3 separate regions of the Zea mays genome follow, and all the other regions are linked to region 1. A link is a contact called in public Hi-C data. All regions are on one chromosome and are shown on one strand. The core of a region is the stretch at or near the end of the contact, and the rest is flanking DNA. Distances in the headings are between cores, read along the strand shown. Region 1 holds the start of LOC107275242. Region 2 holds the start of LOC100191580. Region 3 holds the start of LOC100275277 (V-type proton ATPase subunit e1).

Evidence for each region. Hi-C and Micro-C count contacts between places; a contact is called where the count stands out from the background.
Region 2: a Hi-C map of ear shows a contact between it and region 1, with 5 times the contacts expected there. The contact joins the promoter of LOC100191580 here to the promoter of LOC107275242 in region 1. A contact is called at or near these places in 12 of 25 Hi-C or Micro-C datasets (bundle sheath, ear, endosperm and 3 more) and 1 of 3 datasets of contacts at active chromatin or transcription factors (seedling).
Region 3: a Hi-C map of leaf shows a contact between it and region 1, with 7 times the contacts expected there. The contact joins the promoter of LOC100275277 here to the promoter of LOC107275242 in region 1. A contact is called at or near these places in 5 of 25 Hi-C or Micro-C datasets (bundle sheath, ear, leaf and 1 more).

What each region holds. Positions count from the first base shown.
Region 1 is chr6:72,791,047-72,795,955 of Zm-B73-REFERENCE-NAM-5.0, forward strand. LOC107275242 reads left to right here and starts at 2,373. Exons shown (of 5, transcript NM_001320521.1): 1 at 2,373-2,801. The coding sequence starts at 2,622.
Region 2 is chr6:72,616,072-72,620,980 of Zm-B73-REFERENCE-NAM-5.0, forward strand. It overlaps LOC100191580, which reads left to right and starts at 2,867. Exons shown (of 14, transcript NM_001137010.1): 1 at 2,867-3,390; 2 at 3,490-3,575; 3 at 4,325-4,443; 4 at 4,652-4,762. The coding sequence starts at 3,041.
Region 3 is chr6:72,924,407-72,929,315 of Zm-B73-REFERENCE-NAM-5.0, forward strand. It overlaps LOC100275277 (V-type proton ATPase subunit e1), which reads left to right and starts at 1,861. Exons shown (of 3, transcript NM_001328121.2): 1 at 1,861-2,003. The coding sequence starts at 1,906.

The DNA.
Region 1 (4,909 bases), core at 1,123-3,622:
CATCATAAACTAGTTCTAATGCGTTTAGTTGCATGGCTGTTGGAGAGATCCTATATTTATGACGGAAATAAAACATTAAATGTGATTTTTTGTTTCTATGCATGCAATTCATTTCCTTTCATTGCATATTCTTTCCATCATAAATTCGTGTGCATGCAGCCTGTAGCAGATTTTTACGCAGTATACCGAATTGCATAATTATCTACACAGTGTAGCATATTTAGTATAAGTATATAGCATAAAATGGTCATTACGAGTTTTAGTTGCATGTCTGTTGCAGCGATTCTAAATTTATGGAGGAAATAAAGCATTTAAAATAGAAACCGCCACACATATCTTTCCTAAATTTACGCGCATGCAAGGGAACGTGTTTGACTCATGCATGCATTTTGCCATAATTTTAGGATCTGTATAACCGCATGCATGCGACTGCCATATTTTTCGGTTCTGCCATAAAAATAGGATCGTAATAACAACCTACTAGAGCTATCAACCTCTCACATTGGCTCGGTATATACGCTTATAATTGAGGGATTTTATGCTCAAAACTTAAGGTTATTACGCTCCAACCCGGAGGTGCATCCACCAGTGAACAACATGCCAGATTTTTTACGCAGTGTAACGAATTGCATAAATACCTACACCATGTAGTATAATTTGTATCAGTATATGTCATAAACTAGATTTAATGTGTTTTAGCTGCATGTCTATTGGAGGGACCTTATATTTATGAAGGAAATAAAACATTAAATACGATTTTTTGTTTTTATGCGTGTAATTCATTTCCTTTCATTGCACATTTTTTATCATAAATTCGTGTGCATGCAGCTGGTAACAGATTTTTATGCAGTATATCGAATTGCATAATTATTAACACAGTGTAGCATATTTAGTCTCAGTATATATTATAAAATGGTCCTTACGCGTCTAGCTGCATGGCTGTTGCAGCGATCCTAAATTTATGGAGGAAATAAAGGATTTTAAAAACAGAAACTGCCGCACATATCTTTCCTAAATTTATGCGCATGCATTGGATCGTGTTTGACTCATGCATGCATTCCTTTTTTTGTGCTAACAGACGTGGGGCAGGTGGCGCACCCGACAGCCTGTTTGGGCGCGCTGGTTGAACCAGTTTGAAGGGGTGGTCGACCTGGGCTTCCTTTAACTATTGGAAGCCCAAAGCTCCCGTTATACCTGCCCTATATATATATATATATATATATATATATATATATATATATATATATATATATATATATATATATATATATATATATATATATATATATATATATATATATATATATATATATATATATATTTATATATATATATATATAGAGAGAGAGAGAGAAGGGGAAAATTTGGTGCAGCTGGCTGTAAACCAGAATGTTTGCAGCCCCTCACAGAAAATGAGGATAAACCCTATCCGCAGCAGCAATAACACAATAAAATGTTATCTGGTGGACCTGTAGGTGGGGTCTATCCTCTTTTTTGTGAGGGGCTGCAAACATTCTGGTTTGCAGCCGGCAGCACCAAATTTTTTTCCGAGAAAAGTACCCAATTTTCAATAAATTAGTTTATAAAAATTATGGTAGTTCCAAACATACCAGTTTATGATTTAGACTCAGTTTATAGAAATTATATTATCAGTTTCTTAAAAGTCAAAAAGCTGGTCTCTTCTATCTAAAAGATAAAAATTATGGATTGGAGGTTTTGCCTATAATAACGCCCTTTACCTTTTAGAGATATGTGGGATGGTTGTCTTTATCAGCCTATTAACTGAGCTAGGCAGCTCGTGATGAGATACTAGTTGTTAGCTAAATGTGTACCCAATAATTAGCTAGACCTGTTTAGATCCAACTTCAGCTATTTTCTAGTGGCTAGCTGTTAGTTGAGTGGATCCAGACTCAGGGCCATATATATAAATGTGATGACAAAAAGAGAGAAAGGACATGTTAGCTGTTACAATTTCTAATTAATTGATCAGACAGAATGCTATACAGTGAATTAGCTAAGTAGTGCTGGTATGAATTCATGCAGAGTTGTTATATATACCCGATATAGAGTTCATGTTGGAAGGTTACATTATTCTAGCAAGTACGTACTGCCTCAATTTATGTTTACATATATATATCTAGTAAAAGCTTGATCCAAGAACTCATGTTATCTTGTACAAATAATTCACATTTACGTCATTACGTGGCTCTATGTCATTCATGCATGTCTCTTTTTGTAGCCTCTAGATATATATGAAAGTTTTTCCATTATCTCTAAATAAAAAAAGATCACACCTTCAACAGTATCGTATTCGTATTCGTATATAAGACCACCACCAGAAGCTAGCCAGAGTCGCCGCGCCAGGCCAGCAGCTAGCTAGGCAGGTAGCTCTTGCCAACGCCCCGGCCGGCCGGCACCTCACATTTTGTAGCGTGATCGCGCGCCGCCGCCACGCCTCCCCATGCAAGCTACTCCGATCCTAGCTACTGGCTAGCTAGTTGCAACTACTCGAGCTACCAGCTAGCTAACTGGCCAGCAGCAGGTAGTCTGCTCAGGGTCGGAGGGTCGGCCGGCGCGGCGGCGGGGCGCGCGCGCGCGGGAAGGCGGGAAGGCGGGAACGCATGGGCAACGCCCTGGGGTGCGCGGGGCTCGGCGAGCGGCTGGCGGCCAGCGCGAGGAACGGCGACGCGGCGGAGGTGCGCCGCCTGCTGGAGGAAAACCCGGGGCTCGCGCGCTGCGCCGCCGTCGGCAGCAGCCTCAACTCGCCGCTCCACCTCGCCGCCGCCAAAGGCCACCACGAGGTACGTGCCGTGCCGGACTGTGTGCTGGTGCCGTACGCCGGCTGGAGGTGCAGAACTAGCATGCATGCAGCCACTCACTTCTCCCTGGCATGCTTGCGTACACGCACGTGGCCACGTAATTAAAATTTCACCCAAGCTAGGTACGTACACTATAGTAGCAGTACGGTAATAAATTGTGAAAATAATTAAAACGTGCATGGCCATGGGTCGTACTCGTACGTACGACGACGACAGGTTCCCTTCATGGCATTTTTGTTTCCTTTATAGTATGTAGCTATATATATAGTTTCGGTGTTACACATATATAGTATAAAATACTTTCTTTTTCTTAAATTAATATTTGTTTTAGATAATTAATGGATTTATATAATACTTAACATATGTGTTTTATATATGTCTAGATTTATCATCATCTATTTGATTATAGACATAAAAATAACTAAAACTAATACTATTTTTGGGTGGAGTATAGTACATTTCCATTCCCCTCTTTGAATATAGAAATTTCGTTAAAAATATTTCACAGGAAACGAGTCAATTTCCATATAGCAACTAGCTAGCAAACGTAGAAGACATTAAAATAAAAAATAGCTCGCATTGTGAAGGCCTTACTCTCGTGCAGGGATGAACCTCCACCGGTTTTCGATAAAATTTACCGTTTTCGGTACCGGGCGATATAAAAAAATCAGTTCGGTTTTTGGTGTATTTTGGGTTAGAATTTAAAAATATAAAAGTCAAATTTTGGTCGATAAAAATGGATTTCGAAAGTTGCAAAAAGGAAATGGAAACCAAACTTTTTTCCCGATAAATTCGTTATGAGGGTGATACCAGCCCTACCAAAAAAAAAATCTTGACACCATCCCTAAAAAAATCTTGCCAAAACCATCTATAGCCAATCCAAGGTCCAATACCCAAGATCATTTTCGCGAGCTACGACGGATCCGGAAACGAATAAGGAGCAACAACGACGACCCCGTGACGACGTTCTAATTATTTCAATTACAAAGAAGCTAGATGTACGTTTCAATCGGGTTACTGTTTCCAATACACGTGTCGTAGTTGTCACCTGGTGGTGAGCGATGACGATTCGTTGTCTATTTGACTCATGCGTTTTCGACGATCGTCCTTGCAACCGGATAATGTGGCACGCGCAATTAATAACCTGACAGTGACACAAAATCTACTACCGTGCGTCACACGACTAACTCCGATGTCCTATTATTTATTATTATTGTTTAGGACAACGAAACGGTCTCCAAAATATAATTTTGATTAATATTCCTTTTTTAAATACAAATAAACTCTTAATACATATGTATTTTTATAAAAGTACTTTTAAAGATAAATCAGTGCATATAAATATTAGGTTTTAAAACTAAATAACAAAACAGTTATTTGTAGTCAAAATTTTGTTAAATCGAATTTTATCCAAAACGACAAATAATATGACACGAAAGGGAGTATTATCTCCCCCTTCTTCCAATGAATTTTGATAGGGTGATCTCCTCGCTCGCAAATCAGCTCACATTGGTCGAGGTGCGTCCTATTGTCGTAAGGCTATTCCGAGTGCAATGTTTTATTATACGGTTTCCAAAAATATACCATATCACTTTTTACCTATAAAATTGTATATTCTAAGTTTCATCTAGCCTCTCATGAATCTCTCTTCTTATTAACTTGCTTTTGTGGCAGAATATATATTTAGTGAAGATAAAAATTAGGTAAACTAGAATAGCGCCTAAGAAATGGAAAGAAAATAAAAAAAAAAGGAATCGCTGCCAAAACGGTTGGGAAGACGTTGTACAGTACGCCCCAGCTAGCTCAGCATCACTAAAAATGGATAAGTCAATTTTCGTATAGCAGGCGTAGGAACTTCTAAGCCCACGTTTGAATACTCTCGTATTTATCTCAATTCGTATTGAGATGTAAATTAGTTAAAGTTATATTTTAAATCACTTTAATACATATATATTAAGGTGAATACGATAGTATCAAAAAAACGTAAAGGGGAGTTGCAGGCCTTAACCTCTCGCAACCAAAAAAACTTTTTGAGACAAATCCGTGATGAGGGTGACACGGTGACACCGGCCTTAAAAAAATCTCGCCAA
Region 2 (4,909 bases), core at 1,617-4,116, 170 kb before region 1:
TCGAGATTTCTTACATTAATACTAAAGATCAATTAGCCGATATCTTTACCAAGCCTCTTGATGAACAATCTTTTAACAAACTTAGGCATGAGCTAAACATTCTTGATTCTAGGAACTTCTTTTGTTAAAATTGCACACATAGCTCATTTATGTACCTTTGATCATATCTCTTTTCTATGCTATGACTAATGTGTTTTCAAGTCTATTTCAAACCAAGTCATAGGTATATTGAAAGGGAATTGGAGTCTTCGGCAAAGACAAAGGCTTCCACTACGTAACTCATCCTTCGCCGTCACTCCAAGCAACTCTCCATTCTTGGGGGAGAAAGCATGAGCACCAAGCAAAAGGACTCCATCTTTGGTATAATCTTCACTCATTTGTTTTGACCAAAGAGGGAGAATGTACTTCGAGGGCTCTAATGATTCCGTTTTTGGCGATTCATGCCAAAGGGGGAGAGAGTATGAGCCCAAAGCAAAAGGACCGCACCACCACCAATTTCAAAAAATTCGTGTTTTCCAAAGAATATTATCAATTGGTTTTCCTTTTGTGTTCAAAAGGGGGAGAAAGTAGTATTTCAAAAATGATATATCAAAACCCTCTTGAACACTAAGAGGTGGATCTCATTTAGGGGGAGTTTTGTTTTAGTCAAAGGAAAAGCATTTGAAACAGGGGGAGAAAATTTTAAATCTTGAAAATGCTTTACAAAATCTTATTCATTTACCTTTGACTATTTGCAAAAGAACCTTGAAAAGGATTTACAAAAGAGTTTGCAAAAACAAAACCTGTGGTGCAAGCGTGGTCCAAAATGTTATAAATAAGAAACAATCCATGCATATCTTGTAAGTATTTATATTGGCTCAATTCCAAGCAACCTTTCCACTTACATTATGCAAACTAGTTCAACTATGCACTTCTACATTTGCTTTGGTTTGTGTTGGCATCAATCACCAAAAAGGGGGAGATTGAAAGGGAATTAGGCTTACACCTAGTCCCTAATTAATTTTGGTGGTTGAATTGCCCAACACAAATTATTGGACTAACTAGTTTGCCCAAGTGTATAGATTATACAGGTGTAAAAGGTTCACACTCAGCCAATAAAAAGATCAAGTTTTGGATTCAACAAAGGAGCAAAGGGTCATCCAAAGACACCTCTGGTCTGGCGCACCGGACTGTCCGGTGTGCCACCGGACAGTGTCCGGTGCACCACCGGACATGTCCGGTGCACCAGAGGACTCCAACTCGAACTCGCCACCTTCGGGAATTTTCAGAGGCACTCGCGCTATAATTCACCGGACTGTCCGGTGTACACCGGACAGTGTCCGGTGTGCCAAGGAGAAGCGGCCTCAGGAACTCGCCAGCTTCGGGAATCTCCAACGGCTAGTCCGCTATAATTCACCGGACATGTCCGGTGTGCACCAGACTGTCCGGTGCAACTCCGAAGCAACGGCTATCCGGCGCCAACGGCTACCTGCGATGCATTTATTGCGCGCGCAGCGCGCGCAGAAGTCAGAGTCGCCCATACTGGCGCACCGGACAGGGAACAGTGCATGTCCGGTGTGCACCGGACATCCAGGCGGGCCCACAAGTCAGAAGCTCCAACGGTCAGAATCCAACGGCAGTGATGACGTGGCGGGGGCACCGGACATGTCCGGTGTGCACCGGACTGTCCGGTGCGCCATCGAACAGACAACCTCCCAACGGCCACTTTTGGTGGTTGGGGCTATAAATACCCCAACCACCCCACCATTCATGGCATCAAAGTTTTCCACTTCTCAACCACTTACAAGAGCTAGGCATTCAATTCTAGACACACCAAAGAGATCAAATCCTCTCCAATTCCACTCAAGGCTTTAGTGACTAGCGAGAGAGATTTGCCGTGTTCTTTTTGAGCTCTTGCGCTTGGATTGCTTCTTTTCTTTCTCACTTGTTCTTGTGATCAAAACTCCATTATAATCGAGGCAAGAGGCACCAAGTGTGTGGTGGCCCTTGCGGGAAAGTTTTGTTCCCGGTTTGATTTGAGAAGAGAAGCTCACTCGGTCCGAGGGACCGTTTGAGAGAGGGAAGAGTTGAAAGAGACCCGGCCTTTGTGGCCTCCTCAACGGGGAGTAGGTTTGCAAGAACCGAACCTCGGTAAAACAAATCCACGTGTCACACTCTTCATTTGCTTGCGATTTGTTTTTCACCCTCTCTCGCGGACTAGTTTATATTTCTAACGCTAACCCGGCTTGTAGTTGTGTTTATATTTATAAATTTCAGTTTCGCCCTATTCACCCCCTCTAGGCGACTATCAATGGTTCTCAACACTTAGAACCGAGACCGTTGTGGGCCGGCCTTTGTAAGTGTCTATAAGTACGACTGCATTCGTATGGAGAAAGGGAGAAATGAATTGGTAACAGAAATACTCACCGTGTTCGCGTGTGATTGTTTTTCTACAGCGACGAGACGACCGCAGCGATGTCCTTGTCGTGCTCACGTCCCGGCGTAGACCAGCAGCGACGGCCACGGACAGGAAGCGACGGACCAAATTTCTGCAACCGTTGGATTAGGCCTGCCAGCGCCTCTTCGGCAGTGGTTGGGCTATCGTCCTTCAAGTGCTGATCGTGGGCCATTCGGTCTCGGCCCATGAGTCCGGAACGCACAGCGCTCCGAAGGAAAAACACTCCGCCCGCCGAAAAGAGAACCCAACCAAAGCCGCCCCCACCCCGACCAAACCGCCCGAGCCGGCGCCAGCCTAGCCCACGCTGTTGGCCTCCAGCCTCCTTCCTCTGCCTCTCCCAGTCGCCCCCGTCCCTTTCCCCCCTCGACGTCGTCAACCCACTACCCACCGCACCCCACCTCTACCCTCACGCGCTGCTGGTAGCCCGCAGCTACCTGCCTCCCTTCTTGCACCCACCGCTGCCGTCCTGCCCAGATCCCGCTCGCCGGTGGTGCTCCCCTCCCCCCGCGCCGCTGGCGCCGCCGGAGCGAGGGGGACTGCCCAAACCCTAGTGGGAGTTGGAGACTAGGAGGAAGGGCGCGAGATCCGGCGGCGGCCACCCCGATGGGGGACTTCAACGTCGCGCTGGTGATCGTGGCGGCGGTGGTCAGCGTGCTGGTGCTGCTCGTCAGCGTCTACCTGCTCGTCAACTACCAGCACCCCGACGACGTCAACCAGGCCTACTTCCCCAAGCTCGTCGTCGTGCTCGGCCTCACCGTCGCCGTCCTCTCAATCCTCATGCTCCCTGCCGACGTCGCCAATCGCCAGGCCTGCCGCAAGGCCGTCTACAACGGCGCCTGCAGTCTCACGCTCCCCATGAGGACGCTCTGGCTCGTCGTCTACATCGTAGACGCCGTCCTCGTCTTCCTCGTCATCCCCTTCGCCATGTTCTACTACGAGGGCGACCAGGACAAGTAACTTCCCCCCTCGCCGCTTCCCCCCTCCCCCCTTGCCTGCGTTTCCATCCGTTCTTCTTCATTCCCGCTGCTGATTTGGATCTGCCTTCCCTGCAGGTCCGTCGGGAAGAGGCTCAGGACTGCGCTCATCTGGGTCGTCGCGTCCGCGGTGGTGTGCGGCCTCGTCCTCGGCATTCTATACGGTGCGCGCGGATCAATCCATGCTTCCCCCATTCCTCTCTCACCCCCACTCAGGATGCTCTTATGATTTCTACAGGATTGGAGTGAGATTCTGAATACTACTACCATTTTAGTGTAGTTCAGTTAAAAAAAGTGGCATCTGTTGCCCGAACCTTGTCGTGGGTTCCAGTGTTGCATTTGGGTTCGAATCGACACGACAATTTTGAGCTCTGCCCCCCACCCCCACCCACACAACTGCTCAGATCTGGAATTCTGTACCCTTCCTCTCAAGGATTTTGTGAGCTTAGTTTGTACTCCCTCCGTTCTCGATCGAGTATTTGTCGCCCGCTAGTTCATTTTTGAACTAAAACACGACAAATTTAAAAAACGGAGGGAGTATTTCTTTCTGCTGTGTATATGTGTTGTGAGATTACATAGGCATTCGTTTACACAACAAAAAAATAGTTTGCCTCTTGTGTTACAGTCATATGACTAATGAGATAAAAATGTACTGTTTCTTTGACAGCTACAATTGTATAGGATGGGTTGCCCTGATAGTAACCTTACTTTTACCTTTAATACAGATCCTATTGCTCAAATTACTGATCATTAACAACATGAGATGGTTATGGCTAAAAATTTATGTCATCAAGTGATCACCGGATATCATTGAGTTCCTAAGTTCCAGCAATATCAAGCCTTTTCAGTCTTGTGATGGTGTGTGTGTGTGTTTACCTAAGTAGGCTGATTCCATCTCCATTTGGCACTTCAGGACTTGTTGGTAAAGTGGACTTCACTGTGAGGCACCTATCTTCATCGGTCCAGACATTTCCAAACTCATTTTCTGGATTCTCAAGTGGCCAGCCTTGCTTTAGTCCATTGACTCGTCAGGTTAGTCATTGAAATATGAAATTACCATTTTCTTTGTCGATGACTTTTAGTCTCTTTCTGCTGTCTTTATGTTTTCGCCGAATGAGCACTAGTCTCTGACTCCATCAATTTGTCAGTATCCTTAGTTCTCTACTTCCCCACTTTATCCAACAATTAGGCCTAGAGATTTGTTGACTAGTTGCAACTGACCTCTGTCTTGTGTTTTCAGTGTGCGGCTTCTACTGCACCGGCTAACTCGCAAACAACTTGGACAATGCGTGCTACCTTCCCTGAATATGTGGTTGCTCTTACTACAATTGTTGGATCTGTGCTTTTCACGGTGAGTTCATTTTCAACTCAATGGTTTGTTTTATGTACATTTTGTGTATAGGTATTGCTCTGTTCAAATTCGCCAAATTTTTTTTAGATATGGAAAGTTGATTGTGAAATAAGAACACTGCTCACCTGTCATTTAGTACTGCTATAA
Region 3 (4,909 bases), core at 611-3,110, 130 kb after region 1:
TCCCATGCCTATAAATGGATGAACAGTAGCACCATACTGTTCACGCTGGATTGTATTCACTCTCTCGCATCCTCGCCTTTGAGCAAGCCGAAGGTATCAATGTAATATTAACATTGTTGATATTCATATATGTTTTATAGAAAGAAAGAATAAATAAATTATTAAGATATAATTATCATATTTATTCCTTCACATTTCTATCCTTGCATTGATATGATGAAGGTATGTGCTTCTTGACTTTTGTCTGAGAAGCATTATACCCGCAAGGAGATAATGCTTTGAAGGACGAAGGTTCTTAATGATTGACAATTGTATTGCCTTGTTCTTGACCCATAACATTTGAGATCAAATGACCAACAATATATCATGTAGAGTATGAAAAATTAGTCCATGCATATGATTAGATACACTTGTTGCTTATAAGATTATTAAGTAAAGGATCGTGAGCAAGCATTTTTGTGACATGTTTTAGAATATGAATTTGAAAAACTAAGTATATATCACTATACATATGTATCAACGAGCACAAATGTTTGAAGTGCAGAATACACATTAAGGTACCAGAGTTTAAAAGATAAATGTATCATAGCATTAACAACGACAAGCGTATCAAGGCACTTCAACCACATTATACTGTATCCGAGTATGAGATCAAGATATATCAGACTATATTAGGCTATATCAGAGCATATTATTCATATGAAAAGATATATCAGCTTATCACCCTATCATTTTAACCCGTCTTTGTGCCAAAATTATCAAATACAACATTTAGATGTACAAATATGAACCTTAACATCATATTGACAATTTAGAAATCAAGGTAGCTTTAGAAGAAAAGGTTGTGAGCTTCAAAGCTATGGATATAAGTGGGCTCTGTAATTTCATATAAATTTTATTTCTAACTAAAACCTTTTGAAAAGAATATAATTTTCAGTACATGGTGTGCAGAAAATATAGAAAATGTTATTTATTGAACTGGTGGTACTAAACCTCATCGTTTTAATTGACGCTAATACTATCTACACAAGTTATACTAGTGAGATGTCTATGTGGAGCTATGATTTATATATATTGTATGGATAGATTTTGTTTTATTAAAATATAAAAATGTATATTGGTTAGAAGGGTGTGAATATGAAGCATGGTTTTAAATAGAGGGTTTAACGACATGCTTCTCAAAAGTGGAAATAACGGGCTATATCAAGATATAGTGGGCTATAGCGGGCTAAATGAGACTATAACATATAGCTTTTCCCTGCTAAAACAGATATAGCGGGTATATTGAAGACTATAGCCGGTTATTTAAAACCCTGATATGGAGTTAATAACCAAAGTTCGAGCTCCACTTGTGTATAGTTTTACCTTATTTTTCATAAGGCGTCAGAAATAAAGAGCAACAAAAGTAAGGTGCAGTTTTTAGAGTTATTTTTGAAAAGATGTTGCACGACTTTTGATTCTGAAAAGCTAATGATAACTTTATGGTGACTAAACTTAGAATACTCTAGAAAGCCCATAAAATCATGCTTCTAGCCTATATAAACTATGTTTTTTTTGTGCTTCTGGCTTTTGGGAAGCTAAATAAAAAAGCTAGCTATTTGTTTTCGTTTCTGACTTTTTACACTAAGAAGCTGACGATAAGCTCAAATAAGTAGGATCTAACTATGCTTGCAATGAAGTTTAAAACTGTTTTGCACTTAAGTTTAAAATAGGATTTGAGATGTGCTTTTAGTAGCCTTGCACTTGCAGGTAAACGAATTTACGATCCAGAAGCACGCACGTGACGTGGCTGTCAGCAAGTAGCAGCTTCTGTCGCGTCTCCCCCTCCCTGACCGAGCGATCCAGCGAGAGGGAGCGAGTAGCAGCCGCAGCCGGAGGAGCTCGCCGAGGCCGCCGAAGACGACCATGGGGTTCTGGGCGACGACGCTCATCTTCGTCCTCGCCGGCGTCGCCGCATCCCTCTTCACGCTCCTCTGCTGCAACCGCGGGCCCTCCACAAACCTGTACGCCCAGCTTCCCCCTCCCTCCCATTCGATTCGATGCCGCCGGTCAGTGATCCGGCGTGGTGCGCTTGTGGTCTTGGGGTTAGGCATGCGGATTTGGGACTTGGGATCCCACGCGCGAGATCTGGCTGGTTTGGCCGCAGATCGTTCGATTGCGGTGATGTTGGGGTTAGGGGTAACGATCTAGATTTGGGTAGATTGTCTAGTTTTAGAGAAATGTTTTCGTTACGAGATCTCGTGCCTTCCGTTGCTATCAAGCTGATCGAACTCAGTTTGTAGGAGCTGTAGAGGGGGGAAAGTAAAACACCCGAACTTTGTTCTAGCAGACCTAAACTTGTAATACGTTAGCTTGTAATTCGCCACCTAATATTTAAGTTAGCCTCCAAGTCAGCGGCTAGTTTTTTTTGTTACTCACGCACAGTTTAGTTACATTGCTCAAAGACAAATGATAAGAAGACTGCTAAAAAGCCATGAACAAATGTCACCACAGACGAGCATTGCTGGTCAATTTGATGTGCTCAAATGTGTCAGGCCATTAGGTTCAGTATTGAAAGGTTAATGTCTGCTCTTGTCTGAAATTTGGTATGGAAGGAGCCTTGGTTGAAGTTGCATAGGTTAACTCTGAGTAGGGAGCACAATTTAGGCACCCGTACATACGACGACATCGTGAGCAGCGGCAGTGCATGCATCCAAGGTTTTAAAGTCGGGTAGTCGACTCTAGTCGCTTGAGCATCGATAAGGTGACTAATCGCGATTAGTCGTTGATTTGCTCGATTAATCGAGCCTAGTCGACTCCTAGTCGTCCACCTATATCAGGACCATGTGCCTAGCCGGACTGCGGGATTGCATGAATTGTACTAGTGCCACTGCCATCGTTCTGGGGCTAGGGCAACACATTCTGGGGAAATGGCTTCAACATTATTATGTTGTCTCCTATTCTCATCTGCAGTGGCACAACAATCAAGTGAAGCGCAACTCAAGAGGAGGCCAAGGCGGGCACAATACTGCTCAATAAGTGAACAGAGAACACTGAACAACCAAAATATCAAAGCAATTACAGTTTGAAGAGGTGCTCATCTCGGTCTCTGAATTCTAAACAGGTGAGGAGTGGTCGCCTACTCGTCTGTTTAGCCACTGAACAGACAACAGAGGAGGACGGGAGCGCGCTGGAGGAGGGTCTCTGCAGACTACAGCCGCCGCGCGATAGAGGGGGCAAAGTTGCTGCTCAAGCAGAGGGCCGCCAGAGCACAACAGGACAGCGGGAGAGGAGGGTGTGACGATGGAGAAGGGGTGACAACGCTGGAGAAGGGGTGGTGGCGCTGGGGAAGGGCGCCCGCGAGACAGTGCGTTTCGTATTGGTACAGGTAGAAGCCGAGAAGCGTAGGGCAAATCAGTGTTTGTGCGGTGTACATGGGCCGGTCCACATAATAGAGGTCGGATTAGTGGTCCGAACAGGCATAATTAGTCGACCATAACCCCTAGTCGGACGACTAATCGCGATTAGTTGGCGACTAGGACGACTAATCGCTACCTAGTCACTCTAGTCGAGTCGGAGACCCTAATCGAGCTCGGACTAACGATAAGGTCAACTAATCACGATTAGTCGAACGACTTTAAAACCTTGCATGCATCTTGAGATCTAGCGGGGGCATGGGGCCTAAAAGTGCCACATTATAGGCCTGTTTGGTTCATGGCTAACTGTGCCACACTTTGCCAAGGTTAGTCGTTCGAATTGAAGAACTAACCTTAGGCAGAAAAGTTAGCCAAAGTGTGGCAAGTTAGGCAGCGAACCAAACATGCCCTATGCATGTGAAGCATGGATCTTTTACCATCGATGGCTCGGGTAATAAGTGTTTGCTCACTTATAACTGGTTTTATAATTTTTTCACAAGTTATGTGCTGCTTTTTCATCCCTTGAAATTGGCAACAAGTAACAAAATGCTCCTCACTGCGTAGATTTGGGGGATGTGGCAGGGATGACCTGTGGCCTCTTATATTTATGTGGTTGCTTTAAATCACTGTGACAGTTGCACTTATGTGCTTTCCAGGACATTATATGCCCCTATTTCAGCTTCTTAGATATCATTCCAAATATACTCCATTTGTTATTCCTATGTTCTATCTTTGAGAGATTTTACTTAGGGGGTGTTTGAATGCACTATAACTAATAGGTAGTTCGCTAAAAAAATCGATAGTGAAATTAGCTAGCTAACTATTAGCTAATTTGCTAAAAGTAGCTAATAGCTGAATTATTAGCTAGACTGTTTCGATGTCTTTAGCTAATTTTATTAGCTAACTATTAGCTATAGTGCATTCAAACACCCCCTATTGTCTTCAGGAACCATCCTCCAACTTTTATGTTCCTGCCAGGCCATTTTTTTTAACAGAAAGCCCCCCCCCCTATTTCATTAGGAAATAGGAACAGAGTGTCAACAAGACCTGAGCATCCAGTACTTATTGCATGACTTAGGGCATATAGCCAGCACAAAGACAGAATCAAACCTATCCAGAAAGGATTCTGAAGAGGGGATCCTAAGCATACAGCTAGTAAAGCAAACAAACTAAGTCATCACAGGCAGTCTATTGCCAACGTCTTAGCAACACCAGAAGAAAGCTAACAAAAGCGAAGTTCAGAAGCAGACATCACACGCTGGGAACAGGGTTTCAGGCGATCAACACAGCCAGCCCACGCCTTTTATTTACATAAATTTCTGTCCACAGGCACCCAGCCAAAGCCTCGGTTGAAGATCACTTTAGCTATTCTTCTGATTAGGGAGCTTCCTTCCTCCAGCATCCTTCTTCTTGTTTTTTTCCTGGAGAATGGCCCAAGAATCCAACCAAAAACAACAGAGAAGAAAGATATTAGCAGCATTCACTGGATTAATGCTGTTAAAACGTCAATCATT